2 separate regions of the Pan troglodytes genome follow, and region 1 is linked to region 2. Evidence: chromatin contacts called from public Hi-C data. All regions are on one chromosome and are shown on one strand. The core of a region is the stretch at or near the end of the contact, and the rest is flanking DNA. Distances in the headings are between cores, read along the strand shown.

The links. Hi-C and Micro-C count contacts between places; a contact is called where the count stands out from the background.
Region 1: a Hi-C map of stem cell-derived neural progenitor cells shows a contact between it and region 2, with 3 times the contacts expected there. The contact joins the promoter of ACSL6 here to the enhancer-like site in region 2. A contact is called at or near these places in 4 of 7 Hi-C or Micro-C datasets (induced pluripotent stem cells, a lymphoblastoid cell line and stem cell-derived neural progenitor cells), 1 of 1 datasets of contacts at active chromatin or transcription factors (stem cell-derived excitatory neurons) and 1 of 1 other capture datasets (stem cell-derived neural stem cells).

Annotation. Positions count from the first base shown.
Region 1 is chr4:129,774,696-129,780,932 of NHGRI_mPanTro3-v2.0_pri, reverse strand. It overlaps ACSL6 (acyl-CoA synthetase long chain family member 6), which reads left to right and starts at 4,948. Exons shown (of 21, transcript NM_001280466.1): 1 at 4,948-5,011. The coding sequence starts at 5,005.
Region 2 is chr4:129,721,128-129,727,865 of NHGRI_mPanTro3-v2.0_pri, reverse strand. It overlaps ACSL6 (acyl-CoA synthetase long chain family member 6), which reads left to right. Exons shown (of 21, transcript NM_001280466.1): 18 at 1,003-1,146; 19 at 3,067-3,168; 20 at 4,082-4,153. Among named protein-coding and RNA genes, the nearest start is that of MEIKIN, 15 kb to the right of the region's middle. Within about 2 kb of position 5,450, at least 5 of the 24 cell types and tissues checked have an H3K27ac peak or open chromatin away from gene starts, as enhancers often do. A contact at or near this core is called in stem cell-derived neural progenitor cells, where this site is marked.

The sequences.
Region 1 (6,237 bases), core at 3,699-6,198, 54 kb before region 2:
AGCTTCACATTTCACCTGGGTGGGCAGTTCGGCTGAGAAGGACAGCATTTCTTTCTTGAATTGCCTGTCTATGGCTTTTGCTCTTTTGTCTTTTTCTTATTGATTTGGATTACATGTCATACCCTCTGTTGCCTGTGGCATAAATATTTTTGCAAGTTATCTATTGATTCTTTAGATTTTTGTAATGGTGTTTTTTAACATCTAAACATTTAAAATTTGCATGTAGTCAGACCTTCAAATCTACCAGTCTTTTCCTTTGTGGTTTCTGCCTTCTCTGTTGTGCATAAAAAGACCTTCCCCATCCCCAGATGGTGTAAACATTAATCTATATTTTCTTCAAGTTGGATTTATTTTCAGTCTTTAAAATGTAGTTTGTTTCCCATTCAATTCTGACCTCGTGTGAGTGGGAGACATATGCACAGGCATCCCCTCAGGAACCTGGAGGTGCCAGTGCTAACTCCCAGCCAGTTGACGATTGCTAACTTCCAGCCCAGTGGACTCAGGACAACTTCTAAGAGCTCTATCTTTGCCTTTCCATAGCTCTGGGGAAATCCCAGAAGCCCTTCAGTTATTTAATTGGCGTTTTTTTTTTTTTTAAACGAATCTCATTGGTTTTGTCTGTCTGGTTGGATCAACAGAGAATTTTCAATTAGAAGAAACCCTCCCCAATAAGCGGGGTTAATTCATGCCTGACAGATGGGCAATGGCATTTCCACAGGGCAAGTGCTCTCCATGCAGGCAGGGACCTTTTGTTTGTTTACTGCTACATCCCCAGGACCTAGAACAATGCCTTGCACATAGTGGGGACTCAGCATATACTTGTTAGATGAATGAATGCGCGAATGGCTCTCATGTATTCATTGTTTAAAATGCAAAGAGGTAATAACATGGGAAAAAAACTCATGTTAGGTTTTTAAAAAGCAGCATAAGGGCCAGGCACGGTGGCTCATGCTTGTAATCCCAGTACTTCGGGAGGCCAAGGTGGGCAGATCACCTGAGGTCAGGAGTTTGAGACCAGTCTGGCCAACTTGGCAAAACCCTGTCTCTACTAAAAATACAAAAATTAGCTGGGAGTGGAGGTGGGCGCCTGTAATCCCAGCTACTCGGGAGGCTGAGGCAGGAAAATCGCTTGAACCCAGGAGGCAGAGGTTCAGAGGTTGCAGTGAGCCGAGATCATGCCACTGCACTCTCCAAAAAAAAAAAAAAAAAAAAAGGGCAACATAAGATACTGAATAAACAATATCCATCATTCATTTATTCATTCAACAAGTATTTCTTGAACTGCACTACACATGGGGAAAAGACAGGGTTGATGTAAAGATTAAACAAGTTAGCATATTGTATTAGGCTGCTGGAGCTGCCATAACAAAAATACCACAAACTTGGTAGCTTAAACAACAGAATTTTATTTACTTATGATTCTGGAGGCTGGAAATCTAAGGTCAAGGTGATGGTAGAGTTGGTGTCTGGTCTGCAAGACCTCTCCTTGTCTTACAGATGACTGCCTTCTCTCTGCAATAAAGTTATCACAATAAACTTTCTCGCAATAAAGTTCAGGCCTTTATTCCTGATGTTACTCTTCTTATAAGGACACTAGTCCTATTGGATTAGTGCTCTACCCTTATGACCTCATTTATCCTTACTTACCTTAAAGACCCTGTCTCTAAATACAGTCACATTGAAGGTTAGAGCTTCCATATATGAATTGGGATGTGGGGGACACAATTTGGTCCATAACACATACGTAAAGTGCTTAGAAATAATGTCTGGCTCATACTAAGCCCTGTGTAAATGTTGGATATTATTATTGTTGTTAGGAAATATACAGAACTGCATTAGTTATTATTGCATTCTCATTGGGGGATGAAATTACAAGTGATTTTATCTTACACTTTTCTGTATTTTCCAAGATTTCTATGTTGAACAATTTTACTAATCTGAGGGGGAAAAAACACCACTACTCAGTAAAAGACATGGTTGAATATTGTTTGCAGCTCCCCAACCATTATATCATGTGTTAAAAGCCTTTGCTCCAGATTGGGTAGTTATCCTTAGTGGATTCTTTGTTGAGTTTCAAGTTTTTGGTTCAGGTCTCCGAATATGTGGTTGTCAGAATACAGAGAAGCAAAGACCTGGCTCAGCCCACCCAGCCCCATCAGTCAGAGCTTCCACTAGGAGATGCAGTAATGGGGACAGAGGATGCATCATGCTGTGTGCCAGCCCCCTATCCACACCCTCTGGAGGGCAGGAAAGACCTTCAGCAGTGGGATGGTGAGTGGATCAATTTGAGTTCTTGGCTCCAAACTGACTAAACAAAGTCTGGACTGACTGTTTTAATCGAAAAAGAGTACATTAAAGAACATGTTCACTTCTAAAAGACTCAACTTTTGGGGCAGTTCAAGAAACAGGCTCAAATTTCAGTTTCTGAAATGACTCCCAGAATCATCCACCATCCATGGCTTCTGTTACCACCCTTGTGCCAGCAACGTAGATGCCATGTGCATGACTTTCTTTCACTCATTTCTGGCTTTTTTATCGAAGGCTCATTATCCCATTACTCAGTGTGTTTCATTGGTACAGTCTAAGTCACTAATCCACTCCTAGCTGCAAAGGAAGCTGGAAAAGTGAGTTTTCTGGATTCTACCAGAGACACTTGCAACTTGGGAAACTATCAAAATGTAGGAGAGAATGAATGAAAAATGAATAAATGGGAGTCAGGAGCCCAGAACTGCTGTGTGACCTAAGACAGTTGTTCGCCTTTCCCAACATCAGTCTTCTGCTCTGTCAAATGGGATAATATCCTCTGCATTCTTTGGGCCAGACCCCATGCCAGGGCTGCAAATAGATGATTAGGCTCCTGCCTGCCAACCCACTCAGAGATGCTAGTCTGGGAGGAGATATGTGTGAACATGGCTGGCAGCTATGGTGGCTGGATTTGCTGGCTAAGGACCAAGAGGGATATCCAAGGGCTCCCCAGCCTGGCCTGGGCATTTCTGGGCCCTGGGTTCCATGGATGCCACACCCATGCAGTCTAGGGCCTGAGTCACAGCGTCTACCCATGCCTGCAGATGGTCCACAGATTGAGACTCACAGAGAAGGAAGAAGACCTTGGGAACTCAGGACAGGAAAGAACAAGTCCCATTACTCAGTGGAAGGAACAGGCCTAGAGAAGAGAGAGACCTGGCCATGATCCCACAACCAGGCTAGGGCCTTTCTGTCCCCATCTCTCAGGGGAAGCCAAGCCATGCTCAGAGGAAAACAGAAAAATACTTGGCTAAGCTAGAATCAGTCACAGCTCCAGTACTGGTTTTTGAATTAAAATATTCACAAGTAGCAGAGACATCTGTAGGGAGAGTAACGGGATGCGACATCCTGCTGGAGGCCAAGCTAAATGTGTCCCATGACATCACTCTGAAGAGGAGGCTGCCAGAGCCGCATAGGGCCCGGAGTGCTCCTGCAGCTGAGTGCCGCAGAGGCCTGAGGCTTGCAGCCTGGCTCCTGGCCCCCTGCTCTGTGAAGAAATGCTCTGTTGGCCCACTGGCCTATGGGGAAATTACCTGACCACCTCCCTATACCAGTCTGGTCTGGGGAGATATGTTCTTTCTGCCCAGCCTTCTGGTTCCTCTGGGTCTCCTCTTCAGTACCAGCAGATCTCCAGTTACTCTGCTGCCAGTGGGAGTGTATGGGTGGGGTGGGGGGATTCTGAAAGCCATGTTACTTGCTGGGAGGAGTCCTGCCACACAGCCTCTGTCACACCCTCTTGGAGGAGCCCTGCCAAGCTTGAGATCCCAGCAAAGTCCCTGCCAGGCTGTGGCTGAGTTCAAGCTGGAGCAGCTCTCCCAGGAGTCCAGATCCTATGATGGAGAAGGTGTAGGATCCTATTGTAAAGATTGGAAGTGACTCAGAGGCACACATCTGCACACTTGCACCACTACAAGGTGCACACAGGCCTGGGCACATACATGCCATGTACTCGTACTACAGATACAGGCCCCCACACACACCCAGCTGCTGAGCTGTGGGCGCACATGCATTCATGGCTGATGGTCTCTGGTGGGCCTGAAGAGATCTCCTGCTCTTCCACTCTCTGCTTCCTGACTTCTGCTCTCTGGTTTTCTATCCTCTTCTTTCTGGGCTGTGGCTCAGCCAGCTCCTGGCCTGGGAGGGCTGCGTATAGAGAAGGCCCGGCTGCCTGAGCGCTGTCCTCGGTGCTGGAGTCCTGGTGGGCTCTGCATGCTTGAGGAAAACAAGCAAGGGCATTGGGAGGAGGTGATCTTGCTTGGAGGTGCAGATGTTCATGGGGTGCCCACCAGGATGCCTACCCTTATTATTTCAGAAAATGTGCAACTGGGCTTCCTCCTTTCAATGGCAGACACTGCAACAGGTGTCCAAGCCCTCTGCCCAGCAGTGTGGGCATCTGTGGCTGTGTGTGGCTATATGGCCATTCATTGTGGCTATGAGGGGCTTCTTGAGACCTCGTGTGCCACATACAGTTGTGTACGAAGATCATGATTTCCTCATGAGACACCTGTGATTCCATGTGGCTGCCTGTGACCATGTTACTACTGGTGAACACATATGGCAGCCTGTGATCACACTGAGTCTCCTGTGACCTTGCGTAGCCTCAGACCTGAACTCGTGCGTCCCCAGATGATCTGGGCACTATCTGGTCTAGCTGCCCGATTTGTCAGAGCCTAGGTGAAAACTTGCCACTCCCTCCCCTCACTGATTTGCAGAGGTGGCACCCGGAGGCTCCCCATGTCTGCAAAATTGGGTCCTAGGGGGCGTTGGTGTCAGCAGGCACCAGCCCACAGGAGTGTGCACCTCCTAGGACAGGTAACCGCGACCCGGCTGCCATTCGAGCCTGCCCAGCCATAAAAGCCAGGATGCGAGCCGCGCGGGGGCAGGGTCGCGTGTTGATGGGGTGGGTGGCGGCGGGGTGGGCTCAATGTCACGCTCTGGCGCTCGTCGCCCGTGCTCCCCCTTCCAGCCGGTTTCCGCAGAATGACAGGTACTGACGTTGGGGAGCGGGGCCGGAGAGGGCTGGTTCGCTCTGCGGCCGGGCCCCTCCCCCGCCCGGGAGCTTGGCGGTTCCGACACCGCGGTCAGTGCGGGGCAAGCCCCAGACCCGGCCAGGCTGCAGGGCAGGGAGTAAGGCTCGGTTGCGAGTGCGCGCCGCGCCCTCCCCCTTGAGCCGTCTCCGCAGCGGCGCGGGGAGGCGGGAGCTGCGGGGCCGGAGGGCGGGGGCTAAAAATACCCGGCAGCGGCGGCGGCGGCGCGGCTACTGCTGGGGCTGCTGGGCTGCGGGGCTGCGGGCCGGGGAGGCCGGGCCGGGCCCCGCTGACCGCCATGCTGACCTTCTTCCTCGTGTCGGGGGGCTCCCTCTGGCTATTCGTAGGTAAGTGCCCGTCCTGTCCGCGTCCGGGACTCCCATCTCCCGCAGGCTATGAGGTCTTCGCCCGAGGTGGAGGTGTTACATCTCCGCGGCCGCCGAGCCCCCATCGCCTGCTGCTGAGCTGTCCCGTCAAGGTCCCCAGGGCCGCCTAAGTACACCCTCCGCCCCCAGTTCTCGCGGGCTCCGGGCCGGGTTTGGGGAGCACCTGGGTCTGCGGAGGGAGATAGGGGGCTTGCTCTCTGCGACCCCACCACAAACCCCCGCCGAGTTCTTGCGTCCCCCTTCCCTGATGGCAAGGACCATCCGCGGATCAGATTAGGCCCTGAGCCAAGGCCAGGAACAGACATTGCGTCCTTGTCCATCTCCTGGGACCAGAAACCGAGGGTGTTGGTCCCCGAGGTCCCACAGCAGGTCAGCTATGTAACCCGGACTGACCTGGGCTTCCTGATCCCGGCGAGGGGCTTCCTCACGACCCCTCCCTGCCCGTCCTTCAGCCAGAGTACAAGATTTCTGTAAGGTAGGGTTCACCTGGCTCCTCTGCTCTGCCCAGGGCTGCTGTGTCTCCACTGTTTCCAGACCCCTCCCCTCCACCTCACAGGAGTCAGCTTCACCACTGCACTTCTTAGGCGGCTACAAGGACCCCTGCTCGATCCCGCCTCCGCGCTTACCTCCCTCAACCCCCCATACACCCACACCTGGAGTCTCACCACAGGCCCTTTTATCTGCCAGTTCTACTACCCGCACCGGCTACTTCCCCTCTCTGAGCCTGGGGTCCTCCAGAATATAATACCACTAAAGGATCTCCACCTCCACCCCAACCCCCATGTGCAGATTCAGCCTGA
Region 2 (6,738 bases), core at 4,201-6,700:
TGGATATGAGATGGATTTGTGAGCAAGGACAGGTGAGCCTGACCACTGGAGATCCCAGGAGAGGCAAACAACAAGGTCATCTCCAGGTTTGGGGTTTGGAGGCTGGGGCAGGCTTGAGAAGCTTGGTCGTGAGTTTCATATAGGAGCATGTTACATCCTCTGAGACAAACAGCCTAGTTTTTGAAGCATTCCAAGGGTATTTGGGTTCTGGATCTGGAGCTCAGTGAAGAGCTGGAAGCTTGAACTGACTTGGGAGAGACCAATGAAGAGAAAACGGTGGTTACTCCAAGGTGCATTGTCAGTGGCGGTGAGGGGAAAGAGGCCCATGTAATCACCTTGGAAGCTCAGAAAGGTCGAGGAGAGTCAGGGAGGTGAGGACGGGTCCTGGAGGCCAGTGGCATCAGCACTCCCTGTCCAAGGAGGTGACCTGCCTGCTGCAGAAGTCCTACAGGGGCCTGGGCTCCTAGTGCCATGTGGTATGTCAGGTAGGAGTCACAGGGGCTCTGTCAGGTCTGTGCTATATGCCAGGGGATGCAGAGGCTGCTCTTTAGGGGTGGAGACAGTAGCTGGGCAAGAGACTTGAGTGTGGTCTAAGGGAGTGAACCAAAGATGCTGGTGAGAAAAAGGGCACCTGGAACAAGGGTGTGTGCAAGAGGGGTGCCCTGATGGAAGGGTGGTGGGCCTCCAAGAAGGAGGAGGTGAGGATACCTGCTGCTAGGCATGAGGGTGGCAGTGGTGGGAGGACTGTGTGGGGGGCTAACTGCTGAGGGGAAAGGACAGTGGATGCTCACGGCCCAGCAGAACTTGGATGCCATCAACCTGCGGTGTACAGTGGTTCTCTCCAGGAGCCCTGCAGCTCCCTAAGAGCAGACACAACAGATGGAAAAGAAATCGGGGTGGGGTCTGCAGGGTGGGGTAGGGCAGGGAGTTACGGCACTGAGGAGCAAAGGTTCAGGCTTGAGAGTGCCATGTTCTTATAAAACTGTTTGTCCAACTCTACAGGCAGGAACTCTTAAAATTATTGATCGGAAAAAGCATATATTTAAACTTGCTCAGGGAGAATATGTTGCACCCGAGAAGATTGAGAACATCTACATCCGGAGCCAACCTGTGGCGCAAATCTATGTCCATGGGGACAGCTTAAAGGTGAGGCCCCTAGGCTTCAGCCCTCCCACATATCCTGGGCATGCTGAAAAACCCAGATTAAACATTAACCTCCAATCAGACACCAGGATTCTCCTCTGCATTTTAAAACATGAGAGAAAACTCCTTTTTAAAGGAGAAATCTTACTTATAGTTTGTTGAAATGTAATTAGGTCAAGTAAATTGTCTGAAGTAGTACTAATGAACATTCCTATTCCTTTTCACTTATGCTCTACTTACTTCCAAGGATTTTTGAGATAAAATACTAGAGCAAGATTCAGGGTTTCTACTGTTTTTATTTTTATTTTAAAAATTATTATTACTATTATTATTATTGAGACAGGGTCTCGCTCTTTCACCCAGGCTGGAGTACAGTGGCAGAATCATGGCTCACTGCAGCCTCAATCTCCCTCCTGGGCTCTAGCCATCTTCCCACCTCATCCCCTTCCCCCTCCCTCCCCATCCCCAATAGCTGGGACTACAGGTGCACACCACCATGCCCAGCTATTTTTTTTTTTAATTTTTAGTAGAGACAAGGTCTTACTATGTTTTGCCCAGGCTAGTCTCGAACTCCTGAGCTCAAGTGATTCTCCTCCTGCCTCAGCCTCCCAGAGTGCTGGGATTAGAGGTATGAGCCATCACACCTGGCCTGTTTTGATTTTTTTAATATGCAAATGAACTTTACAAATTAATGAGTACTGCAAAAAAATGTACTAATGGTACTAATACTAATATAGGTTACTAGGATTCAGTTATTTGGAGGAATTTTATACTTATTTTCCTTTCAATATTATTTAGATTTAAAGTCAGAAAGATCATGAGTATATTCTATGATATCTAAGATATCAAATATATTCACTCTGTCACCCAGGCTGGAATGCAGTGGCACAATCTCGGCTCACTGCAGCCTCTACCCCCAGGGTTCAAGTGATTCCCTAGCCTCAGACTCCCGAGTAGCTGGGACTACAGGTGCCCACCACCACGCCTGGATAATTTTTTTTTTTTATTTTTAGTAGAGACAGGGTTTCACCACGTTGGCCAGGCTGGTCTTGAACTCCTGACCTCAAGTGTTGTGCCTGCCTCAGCCTCCCAAAATGCTGGGATTACAGGCATAAGCCACCATGCCCTGCCTGATATCAAATATATTCTGTACTATCATTGCATTTCTATAAATATTATGAAATTATTTTCGAAGACATGCTTTAAAAATCAAAATGGGCCTGGCATGGTGGTTCACGCCTGTAATCCCAACACTTTGGGAGACCGAGGCAGGAGGATCACTTGAGCCCAGAAGTTCAAGACCAGCCTGGGCAACATGGTAAAACCCTATCTCTACAAAAAATACAAAAATTAGCTACATGTGGTGGCATGCACCTGTAGTCCCAGCTACTCGGGAGGTTGAGATGGGAGGATCACTTGGGCTCAGGAGGTCAAGGCTGCAGTGAGCCATGGTTATACCACTGAACTCCTGCCTAGGCAACAGAGTGAAACCTTGTCTCAAAAGAAAAAAATAAACAAAATGAAGAAGTCTTTCATGAATGAAGATCGTATTAATGAAACCATTTCAACGTGGTTTGGTAATCCTGGGAAACATTTTGGTTCAGAGAATTTGGATCAGAGAGTTGTTTGCTCAGCCTCCTAAAAATGTGCTGATTTGAGATTGGCATGAGAATCAAAGGTGCATATCAGTCTAACTTTACTGATTCTTAGTGTCCTTATTTTTTCATATAAAACTAGGGGAATATGTCAGAAAATGGATGGTATGATATATTGGCAGAAAGATTTCATGACATCAACAAATGTTTTATAAACATATACTTAGTTTTTGAAAAAGGTGGAGTCTGAGAATTTTAATGCTGGACCACAAATAACCACTTTAAATGCATTTGTCATGACTGTGTTCTCCTTTGGTGAGCACTACAGGCCTTTTTGGTAGGCATTGTTGTGCCTGACCCTGAAGTTATGCCCTCCTGGGCCCAGAAGAGAGGAATTGAAGGAACATATGCAGATCTCTGCACAAATAAGGTTGGTATCTTGGGGCTGTCTCCTGAAAGGTTACTGAATGTTTTATGATTCCACATAATGAGAAGACAGAAAAGTTGTAGACCAGTGAAATTCGAGCTCGTATGAAATTTCTAACATTACTTTATATATAGTGGGGATTCTAAACCAGAGATTTGTCTTTTTGTTACTGAAGAAACTCATATTTCTTCTTAGAAAGATTGACAAATGTTTGGATTTTAAGCCAGGAGACATCACAGAAAGCTTATCCAGCCCTGTTGCTTTGTGGCTTAGAGGAGAGTCCAGGGAGGGTGGTAACTTGCCCAAGGTCACACAGCTGGTTAGCAGCAGAGTCAGATGTGAGCATAGGCTTTCTGACTCACCTGCCATGCTCCTTCAGATGTAAGGTGGATTTTGTATCTGCTGGGTGTAGACAGCTAGTCATGGAATAGAAAAAGTAGCACAATTCTTCCTGCTTAGAGCATTAGCTACTCACACCTTCCTGAAACCTTCTAATGGCACATCTAGAACTCTGTGGAGGAGGTCGCCGTGCTGTGACTCAGTGTAGCCCCTTGAGTCACATGGTCCATTTCTTAGTAGTAGCCATAGGCCCTCCCTCTCCTACTGGACCCTGGGCCCTGGGCTCATCTAGGGGTAGCAAGACTCACCAGGCTGACCAAAAGCCTGCTTTAAAAAAAAAATTGAGTGGTCCCTTAGTCCATTCATGGTCACTCCTTTGGCCATTTCAGGTACTTACTTGCCAGATGAGAGGTGGTAATTGGAGTGTTGCCAGGGAGTATCAGCCTCAGTTGCAGGCTGTGGGTTAGCACATGTTGGCACAATCATCAGTTGCACTTTACCCAAAAGTGTTGTTTCCTCTACCTCCATTTTGAAATGTGTTCTTGTCTTGTAATTTTTCTCATATGGTTTGATTCAGGATCTGAAGAAAGCCATTTTGGAAGATATGGTGAGGTTAGGAAAAGAAAGTGGACTCCATTCTTTTGAGCAGGTAACTGTTACCTTCCCCATACTCGTTACAACCCTTTAGGCAGTGATGAAAATTAAATTAACCCATGGTGACCCTGACCTAGATTCCTGACTTTTCATGGTGTGGCCCGCCAGCAGGCTATGTACCAATGGACCCCTGAAGGCCTGTTCCAAGCTGCCTCCTGAACCAAAATAGGTCACATGTCAAAAGAGATTGCACCCATCCTTATAATTACAAACTTTCCTAAGGCTGAAATAATACCCTAGCTGTCACTAATAAATCATGTGTACATGATCTGTCTTCCAAGCTTCCTGCATTACCGAAGACGACAGTCCTATCTTATTTTTATTTTTGTGGGGACCATCTTCTTCGCTTCAGCAGACAAGTTTACTTGTTAGGAGGACACTGGAAAGATTGGTCTCCTCGGGCCAGTGATCTGTCAGCCCAGCATGCCCTCTGTAAAGAGGAGGAAACAGAATGCTTTGGGAGAGGACACAGCAGTCCTCCAAGACTTTTTTTTTTTTCTGCAAGGTTGGGTTCTTACTGTAATTGAGCTCATAAGCATACTTACTCTGACTTACATATACCATTTATACATCCTCTTTTGTCAAAAATTCAAAGAGAAAAATGCTTCAAATGGAAAAATATTAATATACTGATTTTTAAAATTTCCTTATATTTAAAATAATTGTTTTTCATAAGATAAACATTTCATTAAAATAATTGTTTTTCATACAAGTTTGTTACCCAAAATTTAGTGACAGGGGTCTTCAAGTTTGACAAGAATCTTTAAATTTTGTATGTTTGCTTAATAACCTAAAAACATTTAAAACCAGTTTAAAATATAAAACTCTTATAGTGCTTTAATTTGCAATTAAAAAAACATTTTCATGGATTAAAATTTTTATTTTTTAGTTTCAAACTATGGAAATCTAAGCATAGTTTCAGGGTCCAAAAATACTGTTTTTCTTTATGAATAGATCTTTACATTAATCCATTTTGAGAAACACTGCTTTACCCTCAACTGTCAGTATGTTTTAGGGCAATTTAGGCCTGGGTAAATAAATATTTTTTAAAAGTATGGAATCTGAGGCATTCAGGCAAGTTACATTTATCTTTCTAAAAGAAAAAGGTCAATTTTGGCATATGAACTGACTTCATTGCCCTTCCTCAGTGGGGAGTTGTGTGATGGGATCCTCTGTGATCATGTAGACCAGAGACCACAAATGAGTGGTCGTAGGCCTGGCTGGTCTGGGCCTACGTGGATTTGAAGGGCTGGCTGCAGCCTAAGCTGCAGTTCACGCAGACATCCTGGTGCATTCACAAGGCCTTCACGCCCCCTGCTGGTGTTTGGATGCGGGACCTGTCCCAGGGCACACAGAGTATCATGACACCCAGATTCCTCTTCATGGAAAAAAATACCAACTCTTAAGATTATGCTTAAAAGAGACCTTTAGTTAAGTTTCCAGTGTTAACCATTGCTCTGGTTAGAGCTTTCACTGAGAGGAGACGAGTTCTTGACTTTCCACATGCCTTTCGCAGAGTTTCTGCTCTAATAATCTGCCCTCACCATGGTAACCTCAAATACACAGAAGTCATGTGGGATCTCAGAGGCCTTTAGTTTTATTGCCAAGGCTGTCGCCTTTTGATTTTCTCTGTTCTCATTCTCCTCTTTGTTGGTCTATGACATCCTCCCTACCATAGCCAGTGTGTGCCCTCAGCTGACCACAGGAAAGCAAAAACCAGGCCTCATGCCTGAGGAGGGTGTGCTCTCAGTTGTGATCCAAAGCGCAACATAAATTATTTCAGTTAATACATAATCCATTGTCAGCTTGTCCTTTTCCCTCTTCCTCAAAAATAATGGCCAATTAAGGCATAACTCTAATTAAACACACACATACACACACAAATAACGAATTCAAGTTCAATATCCAAAGTTTAAGTCATTCAACAAAAGCTTTAGGAGTTCAGACTTACTGGACTTGGTTGATCTGAATTAAACCTTGAATTAGAAAAACAAATGATGTAATTTAATTTCCAAGAACAGACAATTCCTAGAACTAGGCCAACCATTATTAATTTATGGAGATCTTTGGAAGATATATTTTAATGAGTAGATGGCTGGGCAGTATTTGAGCATACTTAACCATGATTTAACCATTTGTTTGACATTTATATGCCTTATTAATTTGCATAGGCAATACAATGTGAACTTTGACACTTGATAGATTTTTCAATTTCTGACTAATTAAGCACTCACTAAAAATATTTTATTGTATCTCCTTTCATTGAAATGAATACTTACCTAACCAATTTGCCTTTAAATAAGAAAATGAGCATTTCCCTAACTCATGTAATTGTTTTTTTTTTACTTTATCTCTCCTGTTCTAAATTATTCACTCTGTGTTTATTATCTACAAGCAATATTGTGTTAAAGGATTTCATTAAGACCACTGAAAAACTTAAAATACTATGTCTCTAAAATTATGAAGTTTGTGCTTTTATGAGTTGGCATAAATGGACAATTTTGAGGAATTTTATTCCAAGGCCATATTTAAATGTTACAGTATTTCTGAATTATTTTTAAAAATCCTGTAGCATCTCTT